Linked DNA regions of Sus scrofa: region 1 is linked to region 2. Evidence: chromatin contacts called from public Hi-C data. All regions are on one chromosome and are shown on one strand. The core of a region is the stretch at or near the end of the contact, and the rest is flanking DNA. Distances in the headings are between cores, read along the strand shown. Region 1 holds the start of ELOVL2 (elongation of very long chain fatty acids protein 2). Region 2 overlaps ELOVL2 (elongation of very long chain fatty acids protein 2).

Region 1 (3,718 bases), core at 1,202-3,701, 45 kb after region 2:
AGCTTCAATCAAAGGATTGCCATAAAGTTATACTATAAAAACGGAAAAACAAAAGATTAAAAAAAACAAAAAACAAAACACCACCTCTGGTTTGGGGAGTTCCTGTTATGGCGCAGTGGAAATGAATCTGACTAGGAACCGTGAGGTTGTGGGTTCAATCCCTGGCCTCACTCAGTGGGTTAAGGATCCAGCGTTGCCGGGAACTGCGGTGTAGGTCAAAGACACAGCTGGGATCTGGCGTGCTGTGGCTGTGGTGTAGGCCTGCAGCTGTAGCTCCGATTCAACCCCTAGCCTGGGAACCTCCATGTGCCATGGGTGCGGCCCTAAAAAGACAAAAGACAAAAATAAATAAATAAAAATAAAAACAACTCTGGCTTGGAATAAGACTAATTAGCAGACATCATGAGAAGCTGTTTGTGTTGGACTTGGATCCAGACAGGTGTCTCTGAATTGAACCACTAATTTATGGATTATATCCCCTGAACCTTCACATTCTACATTTTTTAAGTAAGACGACTTGAATTTGGACATTTAAAAAGATCTCCTCTGAAGACCCAAAGTTTCTGAAAAATGCTTTTCTGAAGGTGGCACAGAGTGGCACATAAGAGCTTGCTCCTTATTTCGACTCTTTTAGGTTAATCCCCACGACTCCTCCATCCAGTTTCGGAGATAGCCTTGGACTTGTTCCCTCACTCGTTACAATTCACAATCATTTGGAATAAAGGTTCAGGCTCTGAAGGACACAGGCAGTTAGCCTGAAAAATGCTGTGTCCGTCCACCCAGGTGTCAGAGAGTCAAGGACAGGAAGTGACAGACCCAGGCATCAGAGACGGCTACCAAACTGAATCCCTCCTAAGAGCATCCCTCCTCTCAGCTTCACCTGAGGTTCTCATTATCACAACTGTTAATTGGATAAATTACCCTGTAGTTGCACCGCTGTTTCTCATTTGCTGCTCTACTGAGGTTTTTTGTTTTTTTTTTAAACTATTGAGCACCTGCTATGTAAGAAATACAGCAGTGAACAAAACTGACAAACATGTCTGCGCTACCGAAACTTACATTATAGTGGGGAAATTTACATTCTGGTGGGGAAACTTACATATTCCTGGCGAGGAATATGTTCAGTAAGCTCAGTAAACTAACTAGTTAAATAATAAAGAAAAAAAATTAGGCAGACAAGGGTAATATGAACTAGGCTGGGCACAGAAGGAAACACGGGAATTTCAGGAAGAGTAGCCAGAGAAGGCATAATCAGGCAGAGAGCGGTGCTGAACGCGTGGAGAGGGTAAAATCTAGGACTGATTGGTGTCAGCTGGAGTCGGGAAAAGGCAGATTCGCATATTTTAACAAGCCCTTAAGTGGAGAGGAGACCATATGGGAGGGAGGAGAGAAGCAAAGATAGAATATGGACCACTGAGGACAAATGAGACTTCACGGTTTGCCTACCACTGATTGGTCCCTTGAGCTTGGCACACACTTTTTTTTTTTGTAGTCACAGAACCAAGCTCTGCTGCCAACACTCAAGCAGCTCATGGGAGACGGACACACGGGGACACACACACCCCCCTCTCTCTTTGGGAACAGAGCTTAATGCCCAGCAGAAAGCGTTATGAATTCAGAGCGGAGTCGGAGCCTGGGAAACCGGGAGAGAGCGGAGTTGCTGGAAAAAAACACAGCAGAGGCCGGCCCCTCCATCCCAGTACACAGATGGAAACCCACTCCCTGGCACCACTGTGCAGACCCGGGGCGCACAGACACACCCCCGGCATTGCAGCACAGGGGAGGCAGGAATTCAACCGTTAGAGCCCCACAGCCAGAATTTCCCGAGGCGGGGTCGGTCCCGCGCGAGGGGAGCGGGGGCGGCGGGGGGGAGCGAGTGCGGGGAACGCGGCTGCGGGAGGCAGGCGGGAGGGCGGCAATGGCCACGGCGGGAGGAGCGGGCGGTTTGGCGGGCATCCCGGTGCCGGCCGGCCTCGTGCATGCAACAGGGGGCTGGACGCGAGCCGGCGCCTCGAGGTGCCCGGCGGGACCGCCGACTCGGTCCAAGTGCCCGAGACCCGCGGGCGCCGGTCCTGCCCGAGAGCCCCGCGCCCAAACGTTCGCCGCCCCCTCCCCAGGCCCACGCGGCCCGGCCCGACCCGCCGGCAGCGACGGGTTCCAGCGGTCGAACCCGCAGCTCCCGCGCCGCCGCCCGCTCGGCCCCTTCCCGCCCGGCGCGTTGGTCGCGGAGAGAAAGAAAGAGCGAGCGGCGGCCGCGGTGGCAGCGCGCGGCCGCCACTCACCATGGTCCGCGGCGCGGAGACCTCGGCGGCCGGCGACGCGCTGTCCAGGGTAGCCGGCGTCCCTCTGCCCCGCGCTCCCGCCGCGCCCGCTCCTCTTACCCACACCCACGCCCGGCGCGCGCACGTCCGCCGCCCGCGCCTCCCCGCCCCCTCGAGCTCGCGCCGCTCCCGCGCGGCGCTCGGAGCCGCAGGGCCGTTTCGGGCGCCCGCGGCCCCCGCCCCCTCCCCTCGCCGGGGCGAGCGGGGCGGCGGGGGAGGGGCGCGCTGGGGAGGCGGCTGCCCCGGGCGGCCTCGCGCGACCCTCCCGGGCGCCTGGCTGCTCCCGCGGCGCCCCCTGCCGGGCGGGCGGCGATTTGCAGGCCCAGCCGGTGCCCGCGGCTCTCGGCCGCTCAACGTTCGAAGAGCCTGGGGGAGAACCCACCCATCACCGGCCTCTGTCCACCGCCTCCTCCGCGGAGCTGGGCGAGGAAGGAGCTGCCGAGCGCCAGGGCACTGCCCTCGTCTTAGCTGGTTCCGAAGTTTTCTAGAACCCATTAAAGGGAGACTGGCTCCTGCTGCTGCAGGTTGGTGGGGTGTGGTGTTAGATGCAGCGGTCAGCCCAGCTCCTTTGGGGATGAGGTTGGGAGTCGATGTCTGATCAAGAAATTCCTTTGCTCACACGACTCCACCTCCAGAGGATGATCTTATTCCTTGAGCTTCTCAGCTGAAGCCACCAATGGTTAGTTTAACACTTAACTGTCAACAGAAAGTAAGGGATCTTAGATCCTAGGTTTTTAATTTTTCAAAATTTTTTGTCACCTAAGTGAAAGATGTGAAAAAATAGATGTGTGTTACATGACCTTTCCTCTTTTTAAAGCACTAAGAATGTGTGCGGAAAGGAAATTCACCCAAATATTCATCAAATACTAGTTTTTTTTTTCCCCCACTGCCACCCCCCATAGCAGTGTTATGGAATGATTGTTATCTTTTCATAGTTTCCCTTCATTTTCCAGATTTCTTTACATGTTATATTTTGAAAGCTGTACAAATAGCATCCACATTCTTTGGATATTGAACTGTAAAAATACTGGATGTCAATTTTACTGTGTCATTAATCTGATATGGCAAAATGTGAATTCTCAATGTAGATGGTTATTCTCATACATTATTATATGTAAATTACACCTGAGGATTTAATCAACTACAGGGACCTGGGGCGCATCCGGTTGTTCTCAGGTGCAGACCAGGAATGCAAATTTTTAACAAGCATCACAAACGACGCTGATGCTGTCAGGTAGGCTGTGGACCAGGTTTTGAAAACCCAAGTCCATCATTAGAGAAAGCTTTAGTCTATTTTTCTAACAACATTAAGTGGAAAAAAGTGTGACCACCAGTTTCTAAGCATTCTGCTGTCTGCTTGCAGGGACTGTACCATTGATCCATTGGTGGCATCTACA
Region 2 (4,108 bases), core at 197-2,696:
GCCAGGTCAAGGCCCGGCCCCGTGAAGGGAGCCACCTGCCACTGCTCTTTCGTAATGACAGCTCCCCGTGTGCATAACAACGCAATTACCATTTCACAATTTACATTATTCTCATGGCTGCAATACCACCGTAATGAACATTTACTGAGCACTGATTTTGTGCCACCCATTGTTACAAAGGTTTGTGCGTGTATTAACTTACTTAAAATTCTCAATCTAATTCTATAGAGATTTTTTTTTTTTTTTTGGTCTTTTTGCCTTTTCTAGGTCCGCTCCCGTGGCATATGAAGGTTCCCAGGCTAGGGGTCTCCTCGGAGCTGTAGCCGGCGGCCTACACCACAGCCACAGCAACGCCATATCTGAACTGCATCTGCAACCTATACCACAGCTTACGGCAACGCCGGATCCTTAACCCACTGAGCAAGGCCAGGGATTGAACCCACAACCTCATGGTTCTTAGTTGGATTCATTAACCACTGAGCCACGACGAGAACACCTGATATTATTTTTAACAACTTTATGAAGCTGTAACTGATACATAAAATCCTGCCCATACTTAATGTGTACAATCTGATGAGTCTGGACACATGCAATCATCCATGATGCTACCGCCAGTCAAGGTCAAAGACAAATCCATCCTACAGGTGGTATTCTCCCGCTAGTGACTGAGAAAAACTGTGTAAAAAGAGAAATAACTGGCTCTCAATGGCTACCCTACCTCTTGTGACGGTGTTAGGGGTTGAACTGTGAGCTACCCCCCCCCCCAAAAAGATGTGCTCAACTCCCAACTCCCGGTATGTGTGAATTTAACCTTATTTGGAAATCAGGTCTTTGAGGATGTAAACAAATTAAGATGAGGTGGGCCCTGGGTGGCAATCGATGTCCTTATAAGAAGGGGTTAAAATGGAGTTCCCATTGCGGCTCAGCAGATTAAGAACCCAACATAACATCCATGAGGATGCGGGTTTGATCCTCGGCCCCACTCAGTGGGTTAAGGATCCCACATTGCCATGAGCTGTGGTGTAGCTTTTGCAGATATAGCTCTGATTTGACCCCCAGCCTGGGCATTTCCATATGCCGCAGGTGTGGTGCTAAAAAGACAAAAAAAAAAAAAAAAAAAAAAAAGCTGGGAACAAGTATTTGTAATATCATCTTTGAGACTTGAGAAGTTAGCTCTGCGTCTGAGTCACGTGCGTGCCCACAACAATCTCTCCTGATGGTACCAACGTGGCGTAGATAAAGTCACCACAGGCTTGGGGACACCTCTAAGTTTAGCAGGTGGCCTGCCAGACAACTTACACATGCACCATTTTCTCAGAGGGGAAGAGGATGCCTCACGGCCTGGAGGCCAGACACCCTGCCACCGGGGAGGTCACCTGACCCGGCCGTGACTGTCCACCTCACAGGCTGCCTGCTACAAAGGAAACTCCCATAAAAGTGACCAAAGCTGAGCAAACAACTGCAACCCTATCCTTAACTAATCCCCAATCCGTGTAATTCCAGGTCACAGTGATTGTACTGACAGCAAAGTTCTGTGTGACCTTGGCTCGGAGCACTGCGGGTTAACTTTCTGGTGGAAAGGTCAAGTTGAAAGCCAGTCACCCAGAAGCCCAGTGCCCTCCATGCTACCCACTAAGGCTCAGGCAGAGAACACGTCGGATACAGCAGGTGGCGAGCTCCGGGCATCCCACGCTGCCTGCCCCGCAGGGTGATCACAGAGATACAATGGGAAACAGAGCAAAAGCCAAAGGCAGTGTGAACACTCGTATTTGCAAAGCTCTTGTACAACCTCGGAGTGTCATTCCGCTAAGGCTCTACAGTCACTCACTCACTGGGACAGGCGACGAGCCTTGCAGAAACTGGGGCGTGGTCTAAATCCCCTCCGTGTTCTGTTTCAAGATTCTGAGAAACAGGAAAACCTCATCCCCCCCCCCCGACACACACACACACAATGACGGTGAGGAGACAACGGGGGATTTTCCAGCTCTGCGACCCAGCAAGGCGCGAGGAAACCACACACGCTGTTGAGAATGTATATTCACTTGTTTGCAAAACAGATGGCGCCTCAGAGGTTCCTAGGACTGTAACACGCCCTGGAGAGAGCAGTCCTGGCTGCCACCCTCCCGGGAGAAAAAGCTATTAATAAAGTGAGCGAAGGAAACAGACAGAGGCTGAGAGAGAGCGAGGCGAGGCTGGCTTTAGCGGGCAGGGCTCTGCCGGCCGGTCAGGGACAGCTCATCTGCGAGGGTGACATCCAGCCGACACCTGCTGTATGAGAAGGAGATGACAGGGTCGAGGGAGGGGGTGGGACCCGGTGGGGACGGAAGAGCACGGGAAAGACTTTTACAGATTCGAGGAAGCCCAAGGTGTCCGGAGAGCGAGGAGAGGGGCGCTGGCCGTCAGAGAGGCAGCCGGGGCTGGACCACGCCGGGGTGCGTGGTCTGCGCTGCGGCACTTGGCTTAGATCCTGAGGACACGGGGAAGACACGGGGTTTTTTCTGGCTGCGCCCGTGGCCTGCAGAAGCTCCCAAGCCAGGGATCGAACCAGCGCCACAGTAGTGACAATGCTGGATCCTTAACCCCCTGAGCCACCGGGGAACTTGACACTGCTGAGCTTTAAGCTAAAGGACCACATAATGGGATGTAGGCTTTTATCATATTATTCCAGCTGACATTTAATAAATGACGAGAAAGAAGCAGACAAGGTGGACGGAGGCCCTGCTGAGGTCAGAGTGACGGGGGAGGGAGGAACGGCTGGGAGCAGAGGACGCCCTCAGAGGGACTCTACTGCCGTAGGGACGGGCAGAAGGAGCGGGAGGTGAGGAGTGGGGGACTGGGTGGGGCTGGGGAGGAAAAGAAGCAGCAGGCCTATCAGGTGCCAGAGGCAGGAACTCGCCACACGCGCTGCTCCTGTTCCCGCTCCCCCCGCAGCCTCTGCGCGTTCTGGGAGGCGGAGGTTGAGGGTGGGGGGCAGGCCAGGACCCCAGACACATGGTCAGGACCCCAGACACGGCCGACCCCCCTCTCACTAAACCGTGCGCCTCCACATTCAGTTCTCAAGCAGCTCACTCACCCCGAGGTCCAAACATATTGTCCAAAAAAGCATTGATTTCATCATCAAAGGCCTTTAGATGCTCCTGAAAAGACAAAGGAAAAGTGATTTAACTGGGGTTCTTTTGACTCTCTCAAAACAAGTCGGTGACGATACATGGCTGACGGACCTTCCAAAGGTCCTGGCCCTGACGACCTTTGCCCGCAGAGACTTAAGGACGGTCAACCAGCACATGCAGCCTCATCCGTCACTAGCCTGGAAGGATCTGGAAGCAAATAATTCCTCTTTCATTTCCTTCGGCAGGAGGAGCCCCGGAAGACAGACTCGGTACCTTTAAACACTGAAGGGTTATGAACAGTCCCTTTCCCGCGAAACCGCTCAGAGACATAAGCTTTGCCACAAGCAACTTCTACGGCTGCCGCTGACAGGGTGGCGTGCAAACAACAGGGACAGTCTACACCTGCAGGACATGGCGTCATTACTGATGACAATTCGGCTCAACTGGACTTCAAAGAGCTGAAGGGAAAGCCATAAAGACTCGTTTTTCCAGCAGGGGGACAGCTCTCTCCATTACCTTTCTATTTTGTTTGCTTTCAAAACATTTTTCGCACACTAGCATCCACTCGCTATGACAGTAGAGTGTCCCTGGGGCACACCAGGTTAGGTCCCACTGCTATAACAGGATTCAGGTGGGGGGCAGAGAGCTTCCACTGAGAATCTTAAGGCAGATTGAACGGCCGGCTGCTGCCATTTGAGTTGGCTCCCCTCTGCGCCGGGCTGCTATTCTACTGCTCAAAACACCTGCTCAGGTGCCCCTACCCCTGCTAGAAAGGCCCGGAATAGCTCCTTGGGCAAAGGCAGAGAAGACGGGCACCGCCGTGTTCCTGCGAAAGGGGTCTTGGGCCAGGACTGAGGGCAAGTGGACAGGGCCCCGGCTATACGTCAGTTGAGTAGGACAGTTCTCAGGAATTTCATACCGAACATTCTCTGCAATCAATAGCTGGGATACAGCCAAAAGCATCTTATTCTCAAAGAAAACATAAGTGCCAAAGAGGA

Evidence for each region. A called contact is a pair of places that touch in the nucleus more often than the background predicts.
Region 1: a contact with region 2 is called in a Hi-C map of liver, with 1.9 times the contacts expected there. The contact joins the promoter of ELOVL2 here to the enhancer-like site in region 2. A contact is called at or near these places in 6 of 47 Hi-C or Micro-C datasets (brain, fetal liver, liver and 1 more).

What each region holds. Positions count from the first base shown.
Region 1 is chr7:7,729,902-7,733,619 of Sscrofa11.1, forward strand. It overlaps ELOVL2 (elongation of very long chain fatty acids protein 2), which reads right to left and starts at 2,452. Exons shown (of 8, transcript XM_021100180.1): 1 at 2,283-2,452. The coding sequence starts at 2,285.
Region 2 is chr7:7,686,130-7,690,237 of Sscrofa11.1, forward strand. It overlaps ELOVL2 (elongation of very long chain fatty acids protein 2), which reads right to left. Exons shown (of 8, transcript XM_021100180.1): 2 at 3,074-3,137. Among named protein-coding and RNA genes, the nearest start is that of ELOVL2, 44 kb to the right of the region's middle. Within about 2 kb of position 1,447, at least 3 of the 83 cell types and tissues checked have an H3K27ac peak or open chromatin away from gene starts, as enhancers often do. A contact at or near this core is called in fetal liver and liver, where this site is marked.